Linked DNA regions of Sus scrofa: region 2 is linked to region 1. A link is a contact called in public HiChIP or PLAC-seq data. All regions are on one chromosome and are shown on one strand. The core of a region is the stretch at or near the end of the contact, and the rest is flanking DNA. Distances in the headings are between cores, read along the strand shown.

Region 1 (5,576 bases), core at 1,463-3,962:
CACTGGATCCTTAAACTACTGCACTGGGCTGGGCTAGGATTGAATACAGGCTGCAGCTGCAACCTATGCCACAGCTGCAGCATCACTGGACCCTTAACCTATCGCACTGGACTGGGGATTGAACCCATGTAGCCACAGAGACAACACCAGATCCTTAACCCGCTGTGCCACAGTGGGAACGCCTTATATATATATATATATATATTTAATCATATTGTTTTTGTCATAAGCTGCCTCTAACCCATTGTAGAATAAAAAAGAAATATAAGAGTTCCCATCATGGCACAGTGGAAATGAATCTATCATCCATGAGGACACAGGTTCTATCCCTGGCCCTGTTCAGTGGGTAAAGGATCTGGCATTGCAGTGAGCTGTGGCATAGACCAGAGGCTGCAGCTCTGATTCGACCCCTAGCCTGGGAACCTTCCATAGGCCGTGGGTATGGCCCTAAAAAGACAACAACAACAAAAAAGAAATATAGAAAAGAAACTAGTTCATTATCATATGATCCAGCAACCCCACTCCTGGGCATATATTCAGAAAAAATGAAAACTCTAATTTGAAAAGATACACGCACCCTAATGTTCACAGTAGCATTACTTACAATAGCCGAGACATGGAAACAACCCAGGTGCCCATCCACAGTAGATTGGTTTAAGAAGATGTGGTACATATACACCATGGAATATTACTCTGCCATAAAAAAGAATGAACTATTGCCATTTGCAGCACCAAGGATGTCATAGAGAATAGTAAGTGAAGAATACTTAGTAAAGTAAGTCAAAGACAAATACTATATGCTATCACATGTGGAATCTATAAAACAATAGAGATGAATCTATATACAAAACAGAAACAAACTCAGAGACATAGAAAACATATTTATAGTTACCAAAGGGTAAGTATAGGACTAACAAATACAAACAACTATACGTAAAATAGTCAAGCAACAAGGATTTACTATATAGCACAGGGAACACTAGTATTCAATATCTTGAAATAACCTATAATAAAAAATAATCTGGAAAAAAATACACACATAACTGAATCACTCTGCTGTACACCTGAAACTAACACAATACTGTAAATCAGCTATATTTCAAAAATAAATAAATAAATTTAAAAGAGAAAAGAGAAGTCCCCATTGTGGCTCAGAGGTAATGACCCCGACTAGTATCCACAAGGACGCGGGTTCGATCCCTGGCCTTGCTCAGTGGGTTAAGGATCTGGTGTTGCCGTGAGCTGTGGTGTGGGTTGCAGACGCAGCTCGGATCCTGAGTTTCTGTGGCCGTGGTGTAGGCTGCTCTGTACTCGCACCCAGGTGCTCTCAGGCGATGTTCAGAGAATTAAAACCTTGTTTCAGCACGAGCCTGAGTAAAACAGAAGAACAATAGACCCCCTCTCAGTGGCTGAAGAAAATTCATAAGTGAATGCATAACAGAATCCAAAAGAGGAGTTCCTGTTGTGGCTCAGTGGAAACGAATCTAACTAGTATCCACGAGGACGCAGGTTCGATCCCTGGCCTCGTTCAGTGGGTTAAGGATCTGGCATGGCTGTGAGCTGTGGTTAGGTCACAGATGTGGCTTGAATCCTGCATTGCTGTGGCTGTGGTGTAGGCCAGTGGCTACAGCTCCAATTCAACCCCTAGTCTGGGAACCTCCATATGCCATGGGTACCGCACTAAAAAGACAAAAAAAAAGAATCCAAAAGAAAGAGTTAGAATTCAGGGCACCATGGCTATTTTGTGGAGGCAAAATAGCTGACCAGGCTCAGGTTACCCACACAAACACTTGTAAGAGCCTCTGAGGATCTGACCCTTTTATTCCAAAGCCTCTTGGAGGGAGTTCTTGTTGTCGCTCGGTGGTAATGAACCTGACTAGTATCCATGAGGATGCAGGTTTGATCCCAGGCCTCACTCAGTGGTTAAGGATCCGGTGTTGCCATCAGCTGTGCTATAGGTCACAGATGTGGCTTGGATCTGGCTTTGCCGTGGCTGTGACGTAGGCCAGCAGCTCCACCTCTGATTCGACCCCTAGCCTGGGGACTTCCATATGCTTCAGGTGCAGCCCTAAAAAGAAATATAAATAAATAAATAAAAGCCTCTCCGGGAGTTCCCATTGTGGCACCATAGGATTGGCGGCATCTGTGCAGCACCAGGACACAGGTTCGATATCTGGCCCAGCATAGTGGGTTAAAGGATCTGGCAATGTGGAAACTGTGGCTCGGATCTAATCCTTGGCCCAGGAACTCCATATGGTGTGGGGGCAGCCAGGGAGGGGAAAAAAAAGCCTTTCAGATCATCAGCAACTCAGCTGCGTAAAGGAGCTGGGGCAGGGCCCCTTCCAACCCCACCCCATTCAAATGACCCCTTTCTTGTGATAATCCTGGTACAGATCCGGCAGATCTGATCCAGAGCCCGACCTGCCCAACATGGGGACAGCCTGAGGGCCAAGACCAGCTCTGCAAGCTTTACAAGCCAGAAGGCTTGTTACTGCTGACACCAAAGCAGTAGGCCACCTGAGTCCCCCTGTCCTTACTTCTTCCAGAAGCTTCACTTGCCAGCCCACCCCATTCAGATCTCAGCACAGCATTCATGGAGTCCTCAAATCTAATCTCCAGTGGCCGTGGTCCCTGTGACTTGGTGGGTGGTGTTGAAAGAGGCTCGTGTGTTGACTTGTCTCCTTGACTACACTGCCAGTGCCCTGGGGGAAGGGAGTTCCCTGTGAGTTTGTGTTTCCTCCTTCTCTGCTTGGTTCGGGGCTCAGTCTGCAGGGAGTAGTCACTCTTGGCCTTGGTGGTTCTCCTGGGGCCAGGACTCCCCCCCTCCCCACCCCAGTCAGCATGTTGGCTAAATGCCAGACCACGTGAAGATAACCACTGAGAAATGGTGTCTCTCAGGCTTCTCCAGCCAGAGTGCCTTCCAGCCAGAACAACCTCTGACGAGCTAAGTCATGGGCTGCTGTCAGCCCTCCCTGCTCAACTCACTCTGACTTGCACCTAAAGCCCTGATTAGCCCAGGAGGCTCCTCCCTGGCCCCTCCCTCACCCCCTCCACTGAGCAGCACCCCCTCTGACTCAGAGCTTGCGTGCTTGCTCTTCCCTCTCTCTGGAATGCTTTTCCATGCAGCTGGCCCTGTCAACACATATGGGGTCCTGCTCAGAGAGCTCTCCTTTCCCACCCTTTCTAAAACAGCACCCCTTGGGGAGTTCCTGCTGTGGTGCAACGGGATTGGTCGTGTCTTGGGAGCGCTGGGACCCAGGTTCGATTCCCCGGCCCAGCACTGTGGGTTAAGGAACTGGTGATGCCACAGCTGCGGCTTAGGTTGCAACTACATCTCAGATCTGATCCCTGGCCTGGGAACTCCATGTGCTGTGGGGAAGAGGGGAAGCCCAAACCAAAACAAAAAAAACCACAGCACCCCCCCAGCCCCTTCCACCTGCCCCTCCAGATCCACCCACTGACCCCTCGGCGACCCCTGGCCACAGGTCCTGGCAGAAGGGTCTGACATTGGCCTTGCTCCAGATTCTGGTAACTGCTTCCTCCGCTGCCTGTTACCCACCAGGTCCAGCTACCTGTGCTGTGTTCCTCCACACCTTTGGAGGCAATCTCTTCATTAACCCTTCCTCAAGTTACCCAACCTGAGAACACTGTGGCTTTTCTCTCGAGACCCCGATTCACCCTCTGACAAGATGTTTGTGAGCTGTCTGGCCCCAGTGAGACCATAAGGTCAGAGAACATAGCAGCTTAGTTATATCTATCACATCCCAGTGTTGGACTTGGCGCGGGTACATGATCGTTCAACACATATTTGTTGAATGCGTGAATGAAGAGGGGAAGGATCCATCTTATCTGGAGGGAGGATATGGAGGCTGGAAGGACAGGCCAGATTTTAGGAGGTGGAGTTCCCGCTGTAGCTCAGTGCGTTAAGAAACCGACTAGATCTGGGAGAATGCAGGTTAGATCCCTGGCCTTGAGCCTTGGGTTTAAGGATTCAGTATTGCCGGGTAGCTGTGGTGTAGGTCCCAGATGTGGCTTGGATCTGGTTGTGCTGTGGCTGTGGCATAGGCTGTAGGTCTTTCATCCCTAGCTTGAGAACTTCCATATGCTGCATGTGTGGCTGTTAAAAGAAAAAAAACTTTTTTCAGTTAAAAAAAGATTTGAGGAGGTGACAGGGAGAAAAGCATAGGCAGCAGCAGTGATGAGGGTGGCCGTCTCCCCTCCGGGCACACAGACCCCGTTTACGGCCTCAGCACTTCTCCACAATCTGTAATGATTTTTTCTTTGTATGTTTTCCCACTAGAATGGATTCCCAGGAGGGCGGGGGCCACGTCTGTCTGTTGACTTAATTCTTAGAGCCTGGCACAGGGCCTCACAGACATAGAAGGCAGTAGATCCGCACTTGTCGGATAAATCAAAGAAATAGGAGTTATTGAAAAGAAACGGTGAATCGGCAGAGGACCTGGCCAGTTGGATTGGGCAGTTTGGACATGGTGTGGATGGGCGCAGGGATGGACTAGAGGTCCTAGTGTGGGGAGCGGGGGAGGAAGGACGAAGCTGGGGCTTGTGGAAAGCTGGGCCTGGAGAGGGACAGGGGCTGGGGCAGAGCAGGAGGCTGCTGCAGCCTCAGACCGGCAAGGAGGGAAGAGGTGGCAGAATTTGGTGAGTGATCAGACGCAGATGAAGGATGAGGGGTCCAGACTGTCTGAGGATGAGATGATGCTGCAGAGGCTGTGGTCCCGGCCTGAGGCAAGTATTCCAGGGCCAGCTGCTGCTGTGAAAACTGGGGAGTGGAAGTGGTTTTGGGGGAAAAGTGAATCAATCCCAATCTACCATGTTGCTTTGAAAGTGTAACCAGGAATTACTGTTGTGGCTCAGCAGGTTAAGAACCCAACAAATATCTGTGAGGATGCAGGTTCCATCCTTGGCCTCACTCAGTGGGTTAAGGATCCAGCGTTGCCACAAGCTACAGCACAGCAAGCTTCGGCATAGGTCAGATATGGCTCAGACCCATCAAGGCTGTGGCTGTGGTGTAGGCTGACTCCTAGTCCTGGGAACTTCCATATGCCGCAGGTGCAGCTGTTTTTTAAAAAAAAAAAATTAAGTCTATTAGAGATGCATAATAATGTATTCATAGACTACATGTTTTGGTTTTTGCTTTTTTGCCACATCGGGGCATAGGGAATTTCCCTGGCCAGGGACTGAATCTGAGCCACAGCTGGGGCAACACCAGATGCTTAACCCACAGTGCTTGGCTGGGGACCAAACCCACACTGAATCAGAGACAATGCCAGACCCTTTATCTGCTGTGCCACACTGGGAACTCTATGACATAGTTCTTAGATTGGTTTTCTTCGGTTTGGGGTTTGTTTTATTTTTTCTTTTTAGGGCTGTACCTGCGGCATATGGAAGTTCCCAGGCTGCTGGCCTACACCACAGCCACAGTAACTTGGGATCCGAGCCTCGGCTGTGACCTACACCACAGCTCACAACAACGCTGGATCCTTAACCCACTGAGTGAGGTTAGGGATGAACACACATCCTCATGGATTCCAGTTGGGTTCGTTTCCACTGAGCCA
Region 2 (5,576 bases), core at 844-3,343, 120 kb before region 1:
ATACCAAAGGGCCCTGTCCACAGCCCCACTGTTGGCAAAACCTGGGGTTGCTCCTCACAATGACTCCCACCTTGCTGCCAACTAACTGGACCCCAAGCTATTAGGTCCATAGTTGGTTTGGTGACACGGGACATGGTTTAGGCCTGAAAAATAAGGGGACTAGGGAGTTCCGGCCACGGTTCAGCGGAAACGAATCCGACTAGGAACCATGAGGTTTCGGCTTCAATCCCTGGCCTCACTCAGTGGGTTAAGGATCTGGTGTTGCCGTGAGCTGTGGTGTAGGTTGCAGATGCAGCTCGGATCTGGCATTGAGGCTAGCAGCTACAGCTCTGATTAGATCCCTAGCTTGGAAACCTCCATATGCCCTAAAAAGACAAAAAAAAAAAAAAAAGAAAGAAAGAAAGAAAAGAAAAGAAAACGAAGGGACTATACCCAATTCCCACACTTCAGAGCATGAATGGAAAAAGCTGGTGAGCCAAAAGCAGCAAGCAGTGACCACAGGCAAGGCAGAATTCTGAGGGAGCAGAAACTGTAAACAGAGAAATCCCATCAATAAAGAGACCATGTTTGGCCTTAGGGATGGAGAGGACATCCAGTCCCTAAAGCTGCTCCGAGCCCACTTTTCCAGTTACAGGAGCAGTTCAGGCCACATACATGTTAAAAAAAATAAATAAATAAAATAACTCCTTTTCTTGCAGGAAGTGGGGACGTGGGGAATCTCTAGTCCTCACATCCAAAAGAGACTTAAGAGACTGGAGCTTACTGAGGTCAGCTGGAGGGGTGCAAAGGGCACTGAACTAGGATTTTTTTCTTTCTTTTTAGGGCCGAACTCAGCATATGAAGGTTCCCAGGCTAGAGGTCTAATCGAAGCTACAGCTGCTGGCCTGCACCACAGCCACAGCAACGTGGGATCCGAGCTGTGTCTTCGACCTACACCACAACTTATGGCAACGCTGGATCCTTAACCCACTGAGCGAGGCCGGGGATCGAACCTGCATCTTCATGGATGCTCAATTCGTTTCTGCTGAGCCACAATGGTAACTCCGGAACTAGGATTTTTGATGATGGTCATTGGTTCAGCTGTAACTAACTCATCATAATGACTTTGAGTCATTTCACTCTGGGCTTCGGTTTTTTCACCTTTTAAATTAGGATAAAATGTATGTATTCTTGTGAGGATCAGATTAGATAACACACGTAAGATTGTTCTCAAGCTGTAATGTCACCATCATTGACAGCTGCAGAACTGTCACCCAGCTGAAGCTACTCAAGGCAGAGACGGGCTGAAGAGCCCTGGAAGAAGCCGCAATAGAGTTGCAGAGCTATGGGAAAACTCCTCTGGCTAAGAGAGACCAGCCAATTGTGAATGTCACAATTGAAAGACGTAATCCGGTTCCGGAAGGGCCCCTGGATAACCTGCCAAGACTATGGCTATTACAGACATCATCACTTAAGTACAACCTCAGGTCGTTCCTCCAGGGCAAAATGAGCTAAGAGACCAGGAGCTTTGGACCACCTGGCCAGGGAATCGTTAAACCAGTGACATCATGACTCTTGACTCTACAATTCAGAAATGTCACAAGACAATGACTAATCCCAGCTGTTTTGCTCTTCCTCTTAAAACAAAACAAAACAAAACCCACCTAACTCAAAGACCAAGTTGGAGTACATCTAAGGCTTGTCTCCCACTCCCTTGCTTGGCGCCCTGCAATAAATCCTTACTTTGGAGCGAACTCCCGCTGTCACTTTGGCTTTCTGCGGGCCACGGGTACACAAGCGCTTCGCTGCGTCATAACGGGAAAATAAATCAACCATTAATCCACTAACTCAGAGATAACATTGTCAATATATCAGCTGACATGACATCAATATATACTTTTTTTCCAAGCATGTATTTGTTATGTTTGCCTCCAACAAAACAGGAACCGTAATTTGAAGAGGGAAACGCTGGCGGAATTCAGTATCCCTCCAGGTACCAGCTGAAGCTTTACCGGCCCGGCTGCGACCGGAAGGAAGCTGGCTGTATTCACAGTCCCACCCTCAGAGAGCGTAGGATCACGTCTCTATGGTTGTTCCTGAGCCGGAACACAGGGATACACTCTTTCCTTTTGCGGAACTCTATGGTCAGAGGATGGCTCTGTGACCCCGGAAGCGATCCCGGGAAGCTGGGGCGGCAAGATGGCGGCGCGAACGGCGTTTGGGGCGCTGGCCCGGCGTCTCTGGCAGGTACCGGGCGCGCTGAGGGTATTAGGCGGACTTACGGATACAGTTGCCTCTATGTCTGGCCGTCGCGTGTCGTTCTGCCAATCTGGAGCCCTCCGCGATATTTATTCCTTATCTCAGCCCGTTGTTTGCAGGGAAGGAGCGAGAAAAGGGCTGATGTTTTGTCGAGTTTCTTTTCATAGGATAAAACGTAATGAGTCAGGGCAACAGGAAGAATCAGAGTGTCAAAGCTGTAAAGAATATAGGACAGCGAAAGTTCCAGACCCGGCCTTTCACATTTGCGAAATAAACCGAGGCTCAGAACAGGCAGGAAGTTTCATCTCTCTGAAATGAGGTGGCATGAGACCTTTGACGCTTCCCGCGGAACCAGACTGAGATACCTTGCTGATAGCCGGGTTTCTGAGACTTAGATGAGAGTCGCTGAAGTCAGAGGAGTTGGTTGGATAACCTCTGCTCGGTTCTTTGGAGAAAGAAACAAAACCTTTAGCATCAGTTCTCAAGTTAGCCTTAGCACCCCTTTACACTCTAAAAATGGTTGAGGACTCCAGAGAGCTTTTATTTTTGTGGGTTTTAGCTGTGAATGTTTAGCTTACTGGAAATTACAACCAAGAATCTTTAAAATGCGTTTTCCTTTAAAAATAGCGCTGGGAGTTCCCATTGTGGCGCAGCAGTATGGAACCCTACTAGCATCCATGAGGACGCGGGTTGGATTCCTGGCTTCGCTCAGTGGGTTAAGGATCCAGCGTTACCATGAGCTGCAGTGTAGGTCGCAGACGGGGCTCGGATCCCGCTTTGCTGTGGCTGTGGTGTAGGCCCTCAGCTGCAGCTCCCATTCAATCCCTAGCCTGGGAATTTCCGTATGCTGCACCTGCAGCCCTAAAAAGAAAAGTAAAAAATTAAAATAACACTAATAAACTCATTACATGTTAACGTAATTAATCTTTGTATGGGGTACAACTAGATTTTCCGAAACAAATTTAGTGAGAAGAGATGTTTTTGCACATCTCTGATTTTGGCTTAATAGAAGACAGCTGGGGTTTCACAGCAGCTTCTGCAGTCTGTTGCTATACCACAGTGTCTGGAAAACTTCACTGCACACTGGTGACAGAATGGCAAAGTTGCAAATAACGTCTTACTATTATTATGGAAGTAAGTTTAATCTCTCCAGCCCACAGTGAAAATGTCCTCGGACCAGAATTTAAGAACCAGTGTTTTTAAGAAAAGGCAGGTGGTGTTAGAGATTGAAATTTTGAGCTATTTTTAAGACACAGTTACCAGACTACAGCTTACGCCTTCAAAAAAAAAAAAAAAGGAGGGAGTCCCTGTTGTGGCTTAGCTGTAACAAACCCGATTAGTATCCATGAGGACGTGGGTTTGATCCCTGACCCTGCACAGTAGGTTAAGGCTTCAGTGTTGCCGTGAGCTGTGGTGTAGATCCTGACACAGCTCGGATCTGGCGTTGCTGTGGCTGTGAGGTAGGCTGGCAGTTACAGCTCCCATTCGACCCCCAGCCTGGAAAATTCCATATGCCTTAGGTTCGGCCCTAGAAAGACAAAAAAGAAAGAAAACTTAAGAACTTCCTAAGATTCATTTGTAGGTTGAACAGCACATTAGGCTTCAACTTTTTAAAGCAGGGGTTTATACCCGGAGAAGATGCCTGGGAAGTGTTGTATTCCTTAGACCTGAGGTCCTTCTGCAGAACCGGATTATTGGGGTGGCCACTGGCATAAATGTGGGAAAGGAGTTTTCTTTTACTGCCTTGTATTGTGTTTGAATTCCTTTCTTTATTTTTCCCCCTTGATCCAGGGGCGATTGTGAAAGTTTCAATTTGCGTCCATCTCAAGTAAAGAAGAGAGGAAGGACAATAAGCTAAGAATAGACTTTTAAAAACATACTTAGGTGACCCTCAGCTGTTTTAAGTTTCATTTGTAGTAAACTGTTATTCTCATCCTCAAAGTATATTTAAGGATTCTGGGAGAGCTTTTGTGACACAGTGGGTTAAGAATCTGGTGTTTTCACTGCAGCAGCCTGGGTTACTACCGTGGCGTGGGTTGGATCCCTGGTGAGGGAATTGCACATGCTGTAGGCGCAGCCAAAAAAGAAAGAAAGAAAAAGAGAGAAAGAAAGGAGGAAAAGGATCCTATTGAGCTTTTCCAGTTTACACTTTTATTTTTATTTTATTTTTTTGCCTTTTAGGACTGCACTCATGGCATATGGAGGTTCCCAGGCTAGGGGTTGAATCAGTGCCACGTCTGCGTCCTACATACACCACAGCTCACGGCAACGCTGGATCCTTAGCCCACTGAGCAAAGCCAGAGATTGAACCCACATCCTCATGGATCCTAGTTGGGTTCGTTAACTGCTGAGCCACGAAGGGAACTCCTCAGGTTACACTTTTAAATCTCAGTGGCAAATTACAAGTAATATATGGAACTATAGGTTTCCTACAACTATAGGTTTTGTTCCACCAGGGGGAGCTGACAATAAAAGATTTAGAAAGGCTGGATTGTTGCACTATGAGGAACAGCAGTGATAAAACATGAGTGTAAATTCTGGTATGTGTCTCAATTTATTTATAACCTAGTTATCCCAGCCAAACCAAGACATGCATATGCTGGGAAATCTTCAAAAGGAAGGATACCTTCAAATTCTTATTCCAACTCTTTTTTAAAGTTTTTTTTAAAGAATGATTTCCCTGTGCTCTACCGTAGGTCCTTGATGATTATTTAACATATGGTAGGGTGTATATATTAATCCAAAACTTCTAATTCATCCCTCTTCTCCATGTTTCCCCTTTGGTAACCATAGATTTGATTTCAAAATCTTTCCGACTCTTTGACTGGCCAGCAGGGACTTGCTGTGTAGTGTAGGGAACTCTGCCCAGTATTCTGTGATGACCTATGGGAAAGGATCTGAAGGAGAGTGGATGTGTGTACATGTGTAGCTGAGTCACTTGTACAGCAGAAACTGTCACAAAATTGTAAGCCAATTATACTTCAATAAAGCGTTAGAAAATGAAAAAAAAAAATCTCCCAACTCTGAGTCATAAACTAAATTATAAAGACAATTTTAATGCTTAAAAATATGTAAATAAGTATTATATTGAAAAACATTTAATCTGTAAAAAATAATGGGCAAATGAAGTCACACTTTTTTTCCTTCATGTCTGCACATTTAGCTCATAGCTGTTCTTTTAATGTGAGGATTTTTTTTTTTTTTTAAGTTCTTATTCCTGAGCTTTAAAAGATAGTTTCAGAGTTCCCATTATGGCTCAGTAGAAACGAACCCAACTAGTATCCATGAGGATGCTGGTTCCCTCCGTAGCCTCCTTCTGTGAGTTAAGGATCCTGCAT

What was found. HiChIP or PLAC-seq counts read pairs in DNA pulled down with a chosen protein or histone mark.
Region 2: a contact with region 1 is called in an H3K27ac HiChIP or PLAC-seq map of alveolar macrophages. The contact joins the promoter of MRPS10 here to the enhancer-like site in region 1. A contact is called at or near these places in 1 of 5 promoter capture datasets (fetal skeletal muscle), 5 of 47 Hi-C or Micro-C datasets (alveolar macrophages, embryonic fibroblasts, heart right ventricle and 1 more) and 2 of 2 datasets of contacts at active chromatin or transcription factors (alveolar macrophages and skeletal muscle).

The regions. Positions count from the first base shown.
Region 1 is chr7:37,205,262-37,210,837 of Sscrofa11.1, reverse strand. It overlaps TAF8 (transcription initiation factor TFIID subunit 8), which reads right to left. Exons shown (of 9, transcript XR_002345722.1): 9 at 1,250-1,370. Among named protein-coding and RNA genes, the nearest start is that of TAF8, 26 kb to the right of the region's middle. Within about 2 kb of position 2,712, at least 18 of the 83 cell types and tissues checked have an H3K27ac peak or open chromatin away from gene starts, as enhancers often do. A contact at or near this core is called in alveolar macrophages, where this site is marked.
Region 2 is chr7:37,325,763-37,331,338 of Sscrofa11.1, reverse strand. MRPS10 (28S ribosomal protein S10, mitochondrial) reads left to right here and starts at 2,093. Exons shown (of 7, transcript XM_005665997.3): 1 at 2,093-2,226. The coding sequence starts at 2,179.